Regions from separate parts of the Macaca mulatta genome. Here regions 2 and 3 are each linked to region 1. The links are chromatin contacts, called in public Hi-C maps. All regions are on one chromosome and are shown on one strand. The core of a region is the stretch at or near the end of the contact, and the rest is flanking DNA. Distances in the headings are between cores, read along the strand shown.

Region 1 (4,731 bases), core at 1,498-3,997:
AAAAGTAGTTGGGGTGTTTACAATAGCTTAAATTCTAAAATTAAAAAGGACATTGAAGACTGAGAAGGGGAAAAACACCTTAATTTTGTAATCTTAATAGACAAATGTTTCATAAAAGCAGGAGTAAATAAATGTAATTAAAAAGGTGTATCTTCCAAAGTGCAAAGACACGTTACAAGAAATCAGGTTGCTCTTTGACCCACCAGTCTCAAAACACATTAGACTGCAGCAAGTAATAATTGCTTCCTCATTTAGATTAGACAATGAGTGCTCTCTGCAAGCTTCTCTCCTCTAAATAGATTGTAAAGAGTAATTGAAACAAGTTATACGGGGAAGTGGAGTGACCGATTCCTCAAAGTGTGGGAGCAGAGCTATGGTAACCTCTTGAGCCTGGCCTTCATCCTGTTCCTATTTAGGGAATCCGCGGGGCAGCCAGTGTTGAGTGCAGTCTGCAGTTCGCCAGCTTTATTGTTCAGACTTGAAGGGAAGGTCACATGCCCTCTTTGACAGAGAGGTTTATGGGTTCTCTCTAATTAGCAGCACCCTCCACCAGACAGACTGTTGGCCACTTTCCAAGAACGGGGCTTGGTAGCGGCCACTGATGAAGGAGAAAACAAGGTTATTTACCCTGCGACTGTAATTCTTGGCACAAGTTCTCCCTTTACACTCAGACACGTTTTTCTTTTGTTCCAACTTGCCTTTGGAATTCTGATTAGGGCGTTAAGGGAGGGTAATGCAGCTATATATTTAGTGGTGTAAGCAACCCATATGTTGGCCTCAGATACTTTTTACTATTCTAAGATCTCATACCAAAAGAGAGAAAGAAAAAGGAAAACGAAAAGGGCAGCGTAGTCGAGCGTTGCTTGCAAATGTAACTGCTTAAGCACATGCCCACACACAACCCCAGAAAAGGAAGTTTAATTTGCAACATCTATAAAATAACGACAGTTGTATGGTAGGACACAGAAATCCCAGCGGTAAAGTGTGATTGGGCTCAGCTATTATAGGAGTGTTAAAAGAGTACCGGGAATATATTTGGCTTGTCCTGTTCTGTCGGTTCTGCAGGCCGGTGGATTAAGCTGATAGAAATGCTTTTTGGTTGATTTAAACCAGATGCTCCGACTATTTTTGTCCCGTTTGCAGGCGCAGAAGCTCTGCATAAGGCAATACTGCCCCCCTCGGCCGTCCGCCAACTGCAAGGCGTAGGAGCCTGGTCTCCACTAGCCACCTCGGCCATAAAACCCTTTCAAGTCCCTATTATTATTCCAGGCACATTCCAAGGGGATTGAGTCACAGAGTTCACTTGGCTTTTCTCGTGCCCTGAACTGCCTGTACCAGGTGGAATACGACTCTCAACTTCAAATATGGAATCCAAAAGCGGTCAAAGAGCGCTTTAGAGCAAGCCCCAGATGCGAACTCTACCGCCACTTCTCCCCCTCCCCCACCTGGGGTTTGCTGGCTACGCAGCTGTAGTCCCACGCCAGCACTAAGGTCCGCTGGTCGACATATGAGGGTTTTCTTTGGGGCATCCTGTAGAACTGCCCTATTTTCTCTACCACTTTGAGAAGCCCCAAGGGCTGCTCGGCGGCGAGGCACAGACTGGGCTGGAAACTTTTCCTTTGGGCAGTGAGTCCCGGAGAGCCAGGAGGCCCAGGCTCCCCCCCGGGAGCCTAGGGGGCTTGAGGTTCTGCTGGCTTTTAAGTCAGCTAGGAGGGAAAACTCCCAGCCCCTCCCACGCGTCCGCCCAGACTCGCCGGCCGCCTGCCCCGGGCAGGGAACGCGCACATCTGGCGGCCCAGGAGCCACATCTGATGCACGTAACCCTCGGCACCCAGATGTCCCAGAGGCCGGGAGAATCAAAGAACGCCAAGGGCGGGGCGGCCGCGGCGCGGCTCCTCCCTCGGACAGCGGGAGTCCAGATGCGGGGGGGCGCTCTCCAGGGCCGAGCTGGGAGGTTGTGGTGCAGGGCGGGTGGGTGCAGTGAGGCAGGAGCCGCGCTGGGGGGCTGGGCTGACGGGAGGGAACCTGGAGCCTCGCCGGGGAGAGGAAGGCGGCGGTTGGGTGCTGGAGGGCGCTGGTGCCGTGCCAGTGGGCGGTGGCGGCTTGCGCCATCCCCCCAACCGCCGTCACCGTGCCCGCCCCACTGCGTGGGATTTTATAACCTAGGTCCCCGGGAGGTGGTGGTGGAGGGAGGGGCGGCGGGGATGTTTCCGGGGCGGGGGAGGGGCGCACTGCTCCAGGTCTGGAACGAGGGCAGGGCTCCCCTCTGCTTCTCGCCTCTGTTCCTGCGCTGAGACGCAGGCGTTTCCTGGCGCGGAGCGACTCGCCCCCCAGCTCCCCTGCATAGTCCTGGGAGTCGGGATGCGGGTCAGCCCAGATGACCCGACTCGGAGATCCTCGATCCCCTACCCAAGTCTTTAACCGGAGAGGGAGGAGCTACCAATGTCCTCCAGACGTTCTCCAAAGCCCGAGCTGCCTGGAGAAGCCTGCGCAGGGCGGGGGCGCCCCTCAGACGTTTGTTTGCACGTAGGGGTTTTGACGTTTCGCTAAGCAACAGCGTTTGCCAGGGAATCAGGGCTGTTTCGAAGAGCTTGCGTTTATTGGATGCTCCCATCTTGAACAAATCGTTTCCATTCGATTTGTTTAACCAAGGCGAGGGCGGACTGTGTTCTTACTTAAAAGTTGTCCTTCATCCAAGCTGTCCTCAGATTTTCATTTAAGGGTGTCATAACACCCCAGGTCGTTGCGCAAATGTTTTGTGACAATTTAGAAAACCAGAGGGGGGAAAATATCCTTAGAGAAAAAAATCATAACCAACAAGAAAATTATGTTAAATGATGTTGGTCCTTTTTCATTGGATGGTCCCAGTTGACGCATACTCTCTTCCAAACCCAGTGACTATTCAGAGTCTTCAATTTATGGCAAATCTCCCGTTGGGGGCGAAGTGCATGAATGGGTCCCACCTTATTCACCAGCTGAAACTGTGAACAAGCCTTGGGGTTTCCTCTCCCAAAGACTGCCAGGCTTCACTGAGAATCAAAAGAAAATAGGGTATTAAATGCCTGCGGTTAGTTTTCAAATATGAACTCTTCCATTGCCTACTTCTGTGACTCGTGGCAAATTACTCAATCTCTTATGCCCCTGGTGCTGCTTAGAGACAGGGTCTCACTGTGTTGCCCAGGCTAAAGTACAATGGCACGATCCTAGCTCGTTGCAGTCTCAAACTCCTGGGCTCAGACTATCCTCTGGCCTCAGCCTTCCAACGAGCTAGGGTTACAGTCGCATGCCACCACACCTGGTTAATTTTTTATTTTTGTTTTTTAGAGATAGGGAGTCTCACTGTGTTGCCCAGGCTCGCCTGAAACTCCTAGCCTCAAGCATTCCTCCCAGCTCAGCCTCCCAAAGTGTTGGGATTACAGGCGTGAGCCACCATGCCTGGCAAGCTTCATTATTTCTAAAATGTAACTGTACATTTTAGAGTAGCATAGGGGTGGTGTAAGGGTTAAGGATTAATGATAGTACAAATCAAGTGCTTAACACAAAGTTTGATGCATAGGAAGGACATAATTGTCATTATCAATGTGAGTAGACTGTTTACCACCAAAATGAAAGGTGTGGGCAATGGTAACTAGGTAGCCTCCAGAGATCCTTTTTTAAAAGGAGTATGAGTTTTAATACACTGGTTGAATGAATAAAACCCACAACACTCTAGGCACATCTCCAGTCCTTCCCCTGGCAGAGTTTTCAGTCTAACTAGAGGAAATTGGATGAAATGATAGTGATGCACACATAGTCTTTCATCATACTGTGAAAGCCTTTTAAAACATGGATTTGACTTCTGGGTTTCCCATTATAACCTCTTCCCAAAGAAGATGATTCGTTCTTTCAGAATATTTCACTAGGGTGATGATAAGGTATTACAGATGTATGCTGAAAACATCTCTTTTTCTGCAGAGCCCCTTCTTCCTTTGGAATTTTAGAAGAATCTGATCAAGGCAACCTCTGTATTAAGTGAAAATTTGGGAACTCAAAAATATATTAGATGCACAGAAAGTGCAATTCTGAAAAGGTCAGGGCTATTGTGTATAGAGGGGAGCTGCTGAAACTATAGGAGTCTTTTAAATTTTTCAGGCTCAGCTTCCTTTGCTTTAAAGTTAAAGAAGGGTTGGACTGGTTCTTCCTTCCTACACTCAAACTCTTTGGTTTCAAAGGTAGCTGTGTCCAAGGGGTATTTTCTGTGTATTCCAGAGCCCTGACCAGGAAGGGAAGGACTTTGAGAGGCTTTGGGCTTGACAAAATATCATGGCCAAGTGTGGTGGCTCACACCTGAAATCCCAGACTTTGGGAGACTGACACAAGAGGATCGTTTGAGCCCAGGAGTTTGAGATTAGTGGGCAACATAGTGAGACCCTGTCTCTTAACCAAAAAAAAGAAAGAGAAAAAAAAAATCGTGGAGTGATGAGAGAAGCTAAGGAACTCAGACCAGTACTGAATTATAACCAGGTGTATGTACTAACGTATTTCTTTTTGTTTGTTTGTTTTTGTTTTGAGACAGAGTCACGCCCTGTCACCAGACTGGAGTGCAGTGGCACAATCTCGGCTCACTGCAACCTCCGCCTCCGGGGTTCAAGCGATTCTCCTGCCTTGGCCTCCTGAGTAGCTGGGGCTACAGGTGCATGCCACCATGCCAGCTAGATTTTTTAAAATTTATTTTTAGTAGAGATAGGGTTT
Region 2 (4,731 bases), core at 1,317-3,816, 110 kb before region 1:
GTTACCAATGACCTGTGTGATCACTGGCCAATGAGATAACTTCTCTAAACCTCACTTTCCATCGTACCAAAAGGGAATAAACACTACCTGGCTTTTTAAGTTGTCAGAATGACTCAATGACATGTGTGCAGCACATGGTAGGTGGTTTCCAACCCATGGCCTATTGAGATGTGAAAAAAGGCACTGTTCCAGGTAAATAGAAAGCAAGCAGCAAAAAGTAACCTAAATGTGTAAGAGGCAGAAGATATAATAAGCATACAAAATAAAATTCAACGCACAGCAGTCTAGGGACATTTCAGAGAGCAGCCAGCAGTCCTACCTATCTCAGCAACCCCTGAAGGCATTAATGTGCTAGGATTAGCTGAAATAATTAATATTCACAATGATGATCTCCAAAGTAAAAAGGCAAGAAAGGCATACATTTTAAAGGGACTTCCAATGTACGTGGCTGAATTTTTTTTTTTAAATCTGATGCTTAGTGACTGTATTTCACAAATATTATTCAAATTTTTATTGGGCATTTACTCTCTTAGGCTAGATAGTTGGAAAACACAAAGAAATCCAGTACACCACGTCTGTTCTCAAACATTTTGCCATTCAGTATATTAGACATGGTAGAGGCAGAATGACACAGATAAGAAATAGAAATTCAAGTAATAAATTATGGGGGCACAGACAAAATTAGGAATAATTGTCCCTGAGGAAAAACAAGGACGTCTTCATGGCATAGGCCACTGAAAAATGAGGGTTCTGATAGGTACAGAATGGGGAGCAAAGTGTTAAGGGAAAAACAAAATCTGGGCAAAAGCACTGAGCATGAAAATACAGACTGGTTCAGAGAAGAGAGGTAGGGAAAGGGTACATTAGGAGTTGGGGGTGAAGGTAGTGAAAGTAAAGGCTGTAAAGCTATTTCAGGACCTGTTCGTGAAGGGATATGAATGATATTCAAATTCATTTCAGTTTTATTGAACAAGAGAGTTCGCCAACACGCTGGTGCTTATGCAGCACACCTGATCCTCAACGCTGAATAATGACCAAAAATAAAAGATTCAGAGTAAATGCAAATTACTACTAAACTTCCTGAAATAAAAATAGTCTTGACATGAATAAGCAAAAAGAACCTAACCCAACAGTAGAAAGTTCTGAGCTTGTTTCTTAAATAATGATTTATTATTTATTAAATAAATTACCCAATAAATAAATTTATTATAATAATAATAAATAAATTTATTTATTAAATAAATTACCCAATTTATTGACTGAGAACTGAAAGAAATTTAGGATAATCTGTTGTGTCCTTTGATTGTCTTCCACGCAAGTCACATTATTTCCTAAACATATTATTTAGCAGTGCCTCACATCATCCCCGAAAGGCAAGAGACAGACTACAGTATTATTATCCCCTTTTTATCACAGGGAAACTGAGGAACAAGAAGACAAAATTATAGTATGGTCACAAAAGCCATCATATTTTTTAGGACTTTAATTAAAGGCTCCAAGCCTACATTTCATCTTTTATTCTTCACACCATCTGAATACTAGAATTATCTTTTACTATCGTCTTAATTGGAAAAAAGAAAAATATCTAAACTTTAAGATCATTTTCTCAATTTGGTACTGTCACAAAAAAAAAAAAAAAGTTTTAAAAGTCTACCCTTGAAATGATATTTGCAAGAACAGCAAGGGTAAGCAGTAACCCAACCTCCAAAAAATACAGTTGTAAATCTTATAGCTGTAATACAGTTGTAAATCTTAAGACAGGTCAGGAATCCTAGACCCAGCCCTTACTTTGAACATCTGGCAGGCCTCAGGGAAATAATGGAGATTTGTGTCTGTAAAAGTCTTTGCAGATGCTCTAATGAAAAGGTGCCCTAAGAGGCCCAGAACAGTGGTATCACTACACTCACCACCGCAAACATGAAATCCTCCTCTGTCCCTCCCTGCCTTGCACCACGAGACTCGCGGCACACAAGGAGGCCTATGCAAGAACCTCTCGACATTTCCCTTAAAATGCGGTACTATAAGGACGCCTTTGGTGCTGGGCCTCCGTAAACACTGAGGGTACCGGATGTGGCCAGGCACACCTCAAAGTCTTGGCTCTCCAAAACCAGGGCCTGGTCGAGAGTCTTTTATTGGACACCGAGTTCCTGCGAATATCTCACTTTTCACACAGGCGCTGCCAATCCCTGCCCTCCAGTACCCTTCCTCAGCCTCCTGCCGCACTCTTGCCGCGAGGTGGGCGTCCCAAAGAGCTAAGGAGGAGGGTAAGGTTGGTTAGAGCGCAAGGGCCAAGGCCGCGGCCGCGAGGCCGTCCAGCACAGGCTACGGTCCTGCCGGTCCAGCCCCGGAGCCCGGCCGCCTGGCCCCGGCCCTGGCCTGGGCCAACGCGCCGCCGCCGCCGCCTATCAGCGGAGCGCAGGGGCGGGGCTGGCCGGCTCGGCGGCCAGGCCGGCGGGCGGGGGCGGGCTGGGACGGGCGGGGACGGGCGGGGGACCGACCGCCTCGCAGCCCAGGCCGCCGCGCGCACACACCGGGCCCGGCTCCCGAGGGCGCCAGCGCGGCCCCGGGGAGCGCGAGGAGCCGGCGAAGCGCGCGGCCTGCCGTTGGCGGCCTGGTCCGCAGCGCTCTGCGCCCACCCGTCCCGGACGTGGGGCCCAAGCCCCCGTGAAGATGGTGTCCTGGATGATCTCCAGAGCTGTGGTGTAAGTGCCGCTCACGGCGCCCTGCAGCCGGCGCGAGGCCCAGGGGAGCTGTGGGAAGGGGAAGGAGCCGAGAGGAAAGGGAAGGCCTGGGCCTGGGCGGGGACGGGGTGGCCCGGCCTGGGGCCTGCCGTGGGGCCGGGGGAGCCCTCGGCCTCCTCACCTTGGTCCACGTCGCTGCGGGGCTCCCTGCGGCTGCCGAGGGCCTAGCTGCGGCGACTGCGGCTGCGACGGCGGCGGCAGCTGTGGCGCTGCTCGGCTGCGTGCGGCGCGGCGCCCCTGCTCCGGCGGCGCTGGGTGGGCAGGCGCTCAGGGCAGGCGGCGCGCGCTCCCCGCTTCTGCTCCCCGCGCAGCGCGGCACCGCCCTGCGGGCCCGGGAGCGGCGCGCCTCGCAGCTGCTCCCTGCGCAGGCTCCGCAGACGCCGAGCGCGGGAGGCTCCGCGATCCTCCCGAGGATGCGGTGGCAGTGCCGAGCCTTTGTATCCCGCGGCTGATGCGTTGCGGTGTCTCTCTTGGCGGCTGATTGCCATTCGGTCACGTGTGGTAGGAGGAGAGATTTGTCTAAAAACCCGAGACCGCTCCCAGTCCAGGATCCCTGGGAAGGGTCCTAGTTGTCCCAAGATTTGCAGCTTACCGAGAAAGGTGACACCCGGCTGCTCGCCTAGATCCCCGAATTCGGCCCTGTCTTGGCGGAAATATTTGCTAAGTGATTGAAAGGCTGTAGGTGCCTGTTGCCTTTGTTCAAACTATCGGTTCATTTCATTGTTCTCCTACCAACAAGTGCTACAGGTCTGTAAGAAAAAAAAATTCCTTGAGTTGTGGTGTTAATCGTGTAAATGTATTTGAATACAATTTAAACTGATTTTCTCTCATCCTCCCCATTTTACCCCTCTCCCCGATTTAAAAAAAAAAAAAAAGTCACCAAGTAAACAATGACGTAGTTACAGCTAGGGTCTGTGAATTCATTATTCATCTCTGTAGTAGTGTTATCTCAGAAGGTTTCATAAAGGTATATGAAAAAATGTTTATGTGAGGGGGCAGGCTTCTCTGATTAGCTTTAGAATTTCGGAAAAATAACATTACCAGATTTTTTGTTGTTGTTGTTAAAAGGAGCTAAATTTTCTGAGTTTGGTGTTTATTTTGTTTGGAAGTGAATTACTAGTCCTATTTAATCCGATTTGCAGCACAGCATTCAAAATTTTTCATTTGATTAAATTGCAAAGTTTCTAGTTTTAAAGCCTCAGAGCTTCCTGTGTTCCCCTGTACAAAACTAAAAATCAAGATATAAACAAAAGGATACCGCAGATGCCTTCAGATTGTTTTTTAGCCTTTTCCTGGCCTCTCTTTTGAGTCTGTCATTTACCTAATCCAGGCATACCTTTCTTGACCTAGTAGATGTCTATCAACTGTTGTGTCCACACCTAGAAAATCAAGTGCCCTATTAAGAAGCTGTACTTTACAAAAAAAAAAAAAAAGCCTCTGGATTTCTTTGACCAGTTCTTCAACTGACAGAAAATTGTGAAGCACTTTTAGACTTTTGTTTTTCATAATTGACAATACGAACGTCTGTTCTAGGTGCTACCTGTAACACAAAGGTCAGTAACACGTAGTTGATCATGGTCATTGACAGTTTGGGTGCACAGATATCTGCGGTACAGATCCAAATGTCAACTCTTATAAAAGTTACACCCAGTTGAATACCCAGTGTTGGACAAGGAAGGGATATCTGGTTGAGAAAAAGAAAAGGCAAGGGAGATTATGTTTCAGATGGGCCTTAAAAAATAGACAGGCCCAGTAGAGTGGCTCACACCTGTAATCCTAGCACTTTGGGAGGCCAAGGAGGGAAGATTGTTTGATCGCAAGAGTTAGAGACCAGCCTAGGCAACAGAGCAAGACCTTGTCTCCACAAAAAATGAAAAATTTAATTAGCCGGTCACAGTAGCTCACACCTGTTATCCCAGCTACTCAGGGACTGAGGAGGATCGCTCAAATCCAAGAGGTCAAGGCTGCAGTGAGCCGTGATCGTGCCACT
Region 3 (4,731 bases), core at 1,371-3,870, 84 kb after region 1:
GTGGCAAGCTGAATTTAGGACAGCCCATCCCACTGGGAGAAGGGGGGGAAGCCCCTGTTCCAGTTGGCTTGTCCAAGCCACCCCAGGTGACCTCCCAGAGTCACTTTTAGACAACTTTGCTTGTCATACACCAAACTAAACCCTTGACCCAGCCGGTTGTTTAAAATCCTTCATCCACTTCACCACTGCCTTCAGGATAAAATCCAAGGAGTTCGTTTTCCGAGAGTCACCATCTGGCTCAACCCAACTAGTTAGTCTTTTTGTGTCACCCTCCACCTTATACTGTAAACTCCAACTGTCTTGGATGACCTGCTATGCTCCAAGCATTTCATGTAATAAAACCTCTCAGTGTCTGGAAGACTTTTGCACCATGCATCTTCCTGGAAAGTATCTTGCTGAGAACTCTGCCCCCCAAATTTTGTCATGATCAAAGCCTGCTTATCCTCTATGTTTCAGCTCCACTGTTTCTCCCTCTGGGAAACATTCCCAGATCTTTAATCCCCATACCCTGCATAATTAATCATTGCTTCCTTGGAGTTCCCATGGCACTTGGTTCACACTGCTAGCATGCACTTATCACCTTGTTAAGCAACACATCCATGGCCTCCCCTAGATTACCAGTTTCCTGAGCACAGAGACCTTGTCTTACTTGTCTTTACAGCTTAAGCCCTACTGGGCTGCTCTCCATGGGACTGAGCCTGCTGGCCGCACTGTGGCATTCTGCCCTTTATTCTGTATTAGGGAGCATGCCTTATGGCCAAGGCTTACTGAGCAGTTGTATAGGCCTTTCCCTGGTGATAAGAGAATCTATAGAGGACTAGGTACAGCTTGTCAAAATGCTGGAATTTGTATCCAGGTTGGAGAGGGCCTAACACATTTGGGAAGAAACAAAATTGGGGTAAGAAGCAGCCCGATTTTTTAGAGTAAGTTCTTAAAGGGTCAGTGGGACCCAATGCCTTGAGGAATGCTACTGGTACAGAAGATGACCTAGTTTGTAAAAAGAACAGCATAATATTTTAAAAAAAGGGTTTCCTCCTTTTGACCTTTTTCCAGTATGATTGTATTGCTATTAACTTTATTACTGAAGCTTTAATGCCCACGATACCAGGAAGCACTTCTAGAAACAGCTGTGAATGTGGCCATTCATGGGTTTTTCCCCCGCCATCAGGGCATGTGGGGAGGGATTTCTGTTTCCGCTGCTATGGTGCCCGTGTTTTTCCTGTGAGTACTAATGAAAGGCCTTTAAATTAGACCACACAGAGTTAAGGGAAATTGTTTATTCCTTCGTTTTCATCATACCAAGGAACTTCAGAGATTTGAATCTATACACTTTGGCCTCTATGGAGTTTTAGAACAAAGGTGTGATGTCCAGAAAGATAAGAATCAGCAGGTCACATGGCTTTTCTGAAGGTTTATTCAGTCATCCCAGGACATCTAAAGGCAGGCAGATGCCAAAGTACACATGGGGCACTGGGTGTGAGCCTGATGAGAGCAGAGACCGGGAGGCCTAATGGAGGGGCTGGCACAGTGACAGTCTGCAGGACTAGTCTGGCCTGTGCAGCAGCTGCACATGTTCCTGGGATCAGAGCCAGCTGGTGGCTCATGGCAATGGTTTCTGGGTCCTGGTTCTACCCCAAGACAGGCTCGAGCTCCTTAGCCCTGACCTGGCAATAGCTTTGTTCTAACTCCATGCTTAAGTTTGGCTGCTGAGCCAGAAGATGAAGGCAGAACCTTGCACTGTCACCCATGGCCTCCTTCCAGCCTGATACACAGGCTGCCCCAGGTAGGGCCAGGGATCAGTGGGAGAGACCAGTCCTCCAGGGTGAAACTTCCATCATCCTCAGAACTTTTGTAGTGGTTTTGCCCTCTTTGGGTCATCTGGGGGCACATCAGTGTTGCTATCTGTGCATAGGGCCTCAGGTTAAAGTAGAAGTCAGACAGGATGGAGCAGAAATCTGGCAGGAGATCCCCTGGCTCTAACCAATCCAGAAACATTCAGAGATGACTCCGAGACTGGATTTCAAACCTGGCTTTGGTTTTGCAAGAAATGCCACCCCAAATCTGGTTCTCCAAAACATAGTATCAGGAAACCCTCAAAATAAGATGGATTTTAATCTCTATTAGAACATTTCCCAAACATTCCAAATAAAACATCACTAGTGACACTATTGGATATTGATGCTTTCAGTCTTTCCTCAAGTGTGGATAAAGCATCTTCAGAACATTTTAGTAGCTTTATTGATTGGAACAGGCAATCTAAGTAAAAGCAAAGTGCTTGCTATGCAAATAAAGCTTCTAGACAAGGCTCCAGTCTCCCTCTGGCAGCAGCTTGCCATCCCAAACCCCTCCCATCTGGGACTCTGAAATCTGCTTTAAAATATAGTCTTTATTTGCATGTCCCAACACCCCCCTCCTTGTTTTAGTCTAATTCTCCCAGGTTGAGAGAAAACACAATAAAGGAAAATTTTTGTTGTTGTTTTCAGCGCTTCCCTTTTCACAGACTCTTTTTTTGGAAACCACAACCTCGGATCCCAGCAGAGGTTCCTGGGGACTTGAAGAACATCAATCAGTTTCGCAGCTGGAGGCTGAGGCTTTCCTCAGGGAAGACTTTTTACATAAAACAGATTGTACTTTGTCCTTGCCAGGGCAGACAAAGGTTTAAATTAAATATGCAGAAAGCTCCAGTTGGCTGCCTGCCACAGCCTGGGAGAGGGGGAAGGGAGATTGTGTCCCCACTCTCCTTCCTTTCTCTGTAGTTGTTTCTTTTTCCTATTTCTGTTATTACAGTGATAGGAGCCAGCAGTTAAGAGACCTGGGCTTTAAGCTGGGATTTTCTGTAAATTCACTGTGTGATGTGATACAAGTCACTCAGCCTCTGGGACCTCAGAGTTTGAATGAGATGATCTTTGAAAGTCTTTTCCGTATTTAACCCTTCAAGTTATCTCCAAACTCAGCTGCATGCTTTTCCAGCAAATACCCTAAGCCTCATCTATGAGTAATGCATCCTCACCATTCCTGGGGTGACTGGAAGGACCTGGCCTCTTTTCCCATATACCTCATGGGCCAAGCAGTCACATTATAAGAGAGGGAGGACCAGTAGAACATGGTAAGTGACAACTGACCTTGTATCTCAGTTTTAGGGGGTATAAGAGAATGGTGGGGATTGTGGCAAACTGAAGAGAAACAGTCTTCCCCAAAAGGGGCATCCTCTACCCAAGTTGACTCAAGTCAGTTGTTGCCACTGGGAATGTGGGTCACTGGGACAGCCAGTTCTTCGTGTGGTGTTTTTTATTTTTATTTATTTACTTATTTTTGAGATGGAGTCTCACACTTTCTCCCAGGCTGGAATGCACTGGTGCTATCTCGGCTCACTGCAACCTCCACCTCCTGGGTTCAAGTTATTCTCCTGCCTCAGCCTCCCGAGTAACTAGTATTACAGACATGTGCCACCATGTCTGGCTACTTTTTTGTATTTTTAGTAGAGATGGGGTTTCACCACGTTAGCCAGGCTGTTCTCGAAATCCTGACCTCAAGTGATCCATGCACCTCAGCCTCCCAGAGTGCTGGCATTACAGGCATGAGCCACCATGCCTTGCCCAGTTCTTTTTTATAGCGTCAAAGTGCTAAACTTTTAAATATTGGCAATGAATTAAGAAAAACTGTGTGTGCTTCACAAAATAGATAAATAGATCTGTGGGCTGAATTCAACTTGAAGATCAGTATGCCAGGTCTTCATGGGCCTTAAGAAGATAAGGTCTTTTCTGTCTCAGAATTACTCAGAAAACCTATGTATTTAAAAGTGTGTTGTAAGCTGCAGCAAAGTACTAGAGACATAAAAAGCAGAACCTTAAAAGGTTGTTCATCATATTTTTCAATATAGAAATTTTACACTGGAGGGTAGGTTTCAGGAAGATAACTTGATCCCTAATCAACTTCCAAATCAAGTCATGGCCTGGGAGTTAATGATTCTGTTCTTTTGTTGATTAAAAATAATTTATAATTTCTACCTCCATATCAAAAATTGATTTCATACTATTAGCCTTGTGGGGAAAAGCAGGCTATAATATAATGTATATTTGAACTTCATATTTCTATATTCTGTGGGAAGTGCAGCTTTTTATGTTATGATTAACAGATTAAATGAAAGGATCATTTTAGTATAAAATTGAATATGGAAAAGTGATATGAGTAATATCCATTTTAGTCAATATTTCTGCCATTAGAATTCACATGAATATAATGTATATCTTCTACAATACTATAATAATTGCAAAAATAAGTATGCAAAGTACAAAAGCAATATGAGAGAAGTTCTATTTTCTTTATACTAAACTATTAAACCTTATCTGCAGAAAGACAGACAGAAGAACAGAGAGAGAAAGAATCAAATGAAAGATGAATTTAGTCTTTTAAAACATATATGGTAGCTGGACGGGGCGGCTCACACCTGTAATCCCAGCACTTTGGGAGGTCAAGGTGGGCAGATCACAAGGTCAGGAGATCAAGACCATCCTGGCTATCATGGTGAAACCCTGTCTCTACTAAAAATACAAAAAATTAGCCGGGCGTGGTGGCGGGAGCCTGTAGTCCCAGCTACTTGGGAGGCTAAGGCAGGAGAATGGTGTGAATCCAGGAGGCGGAGCTTGCAGTGAGCCAAGATTGCGCCACTGCACTCCAGCCTGGGTGACGCAGTGAGACTCCATCTCAAAAACAACAACAACAACAACAACA

Evidence for each region. Hi-C and Micro-C count contacts between places; a contact is called where the count stands out from the background.
Region 2: a contact with region 1 is called in a Hi-C map of fetal cortex germinal zone, with 4 times the contacts expected there. The contact joins the promoter of REEP3 here to the promoter of LOC144331400 in region 1. A contact is called at or near these places in 4 of 14 Hi-C or Micro-C datasets (CD4 T cells, fetal cortex germinal zone, fetal cortical plate and 1 more).
Region 3: a contact with region 1 is called in a Hi-C map of fetal cortex germinal zone, with 2.7 times the contacts expected there. The contact joins the enhancer-like site here to the promoter of LOC144331400 in region 1. A contact is called at or near these places in 7 of 14 Hi-C or Micro-C datasets (blood, cortical neurons, fetal cortex germinal zone and 3 more).

The regions. Positions count from the first base shown.
Region 1 is chr9:86,161,940-86,166,670 of T2T-MMU8v2.0, reverse strand. It overlaps LOC144331400, which reads right to left and starts at 2,747. Exons shown (of 2, transcript XM_077947934.1): 1 at 1,025-2,747; 2 at 1-598. The coding sequence starts at 2,112. The coding sequence ends at 1,300.
Region 2 is chr9:86,274,273-86,279,003 of T2T-MMU8v2.0, reverse strand. REEP3 (receptor accessory protein 3) reads left to right here and starts at 2,566. Exons shown (of 8, transcript NM_001261663.1): 1 at 2,566-2,702. The coding sequence starts at 2,671. It overlaps JMJD1C (jumonji domain containing 1C), which reads right to left and starts at 3,010. Exons shown (of 26, transcript XM_077946712.1): 1 at 2,863-3,010.
Region 3 is chr9:86,078,185-86,082,915 of T2T-MMU8v2.0, reverse strand. No RefSeq gene overlaps it. Among named protein-coding and RNA genes, the nearest start is that of JMJD1C, 200 kb to the left of the region's middle. Within about 2 kb of position 2,620, at least 11 of the 40 cell types and tissues checked have an H3K27ac peak or open chromatin away from gene starts, as enhancers often do. A contact at or near this core is called in fetal cortex germinal zone, where this site is marked.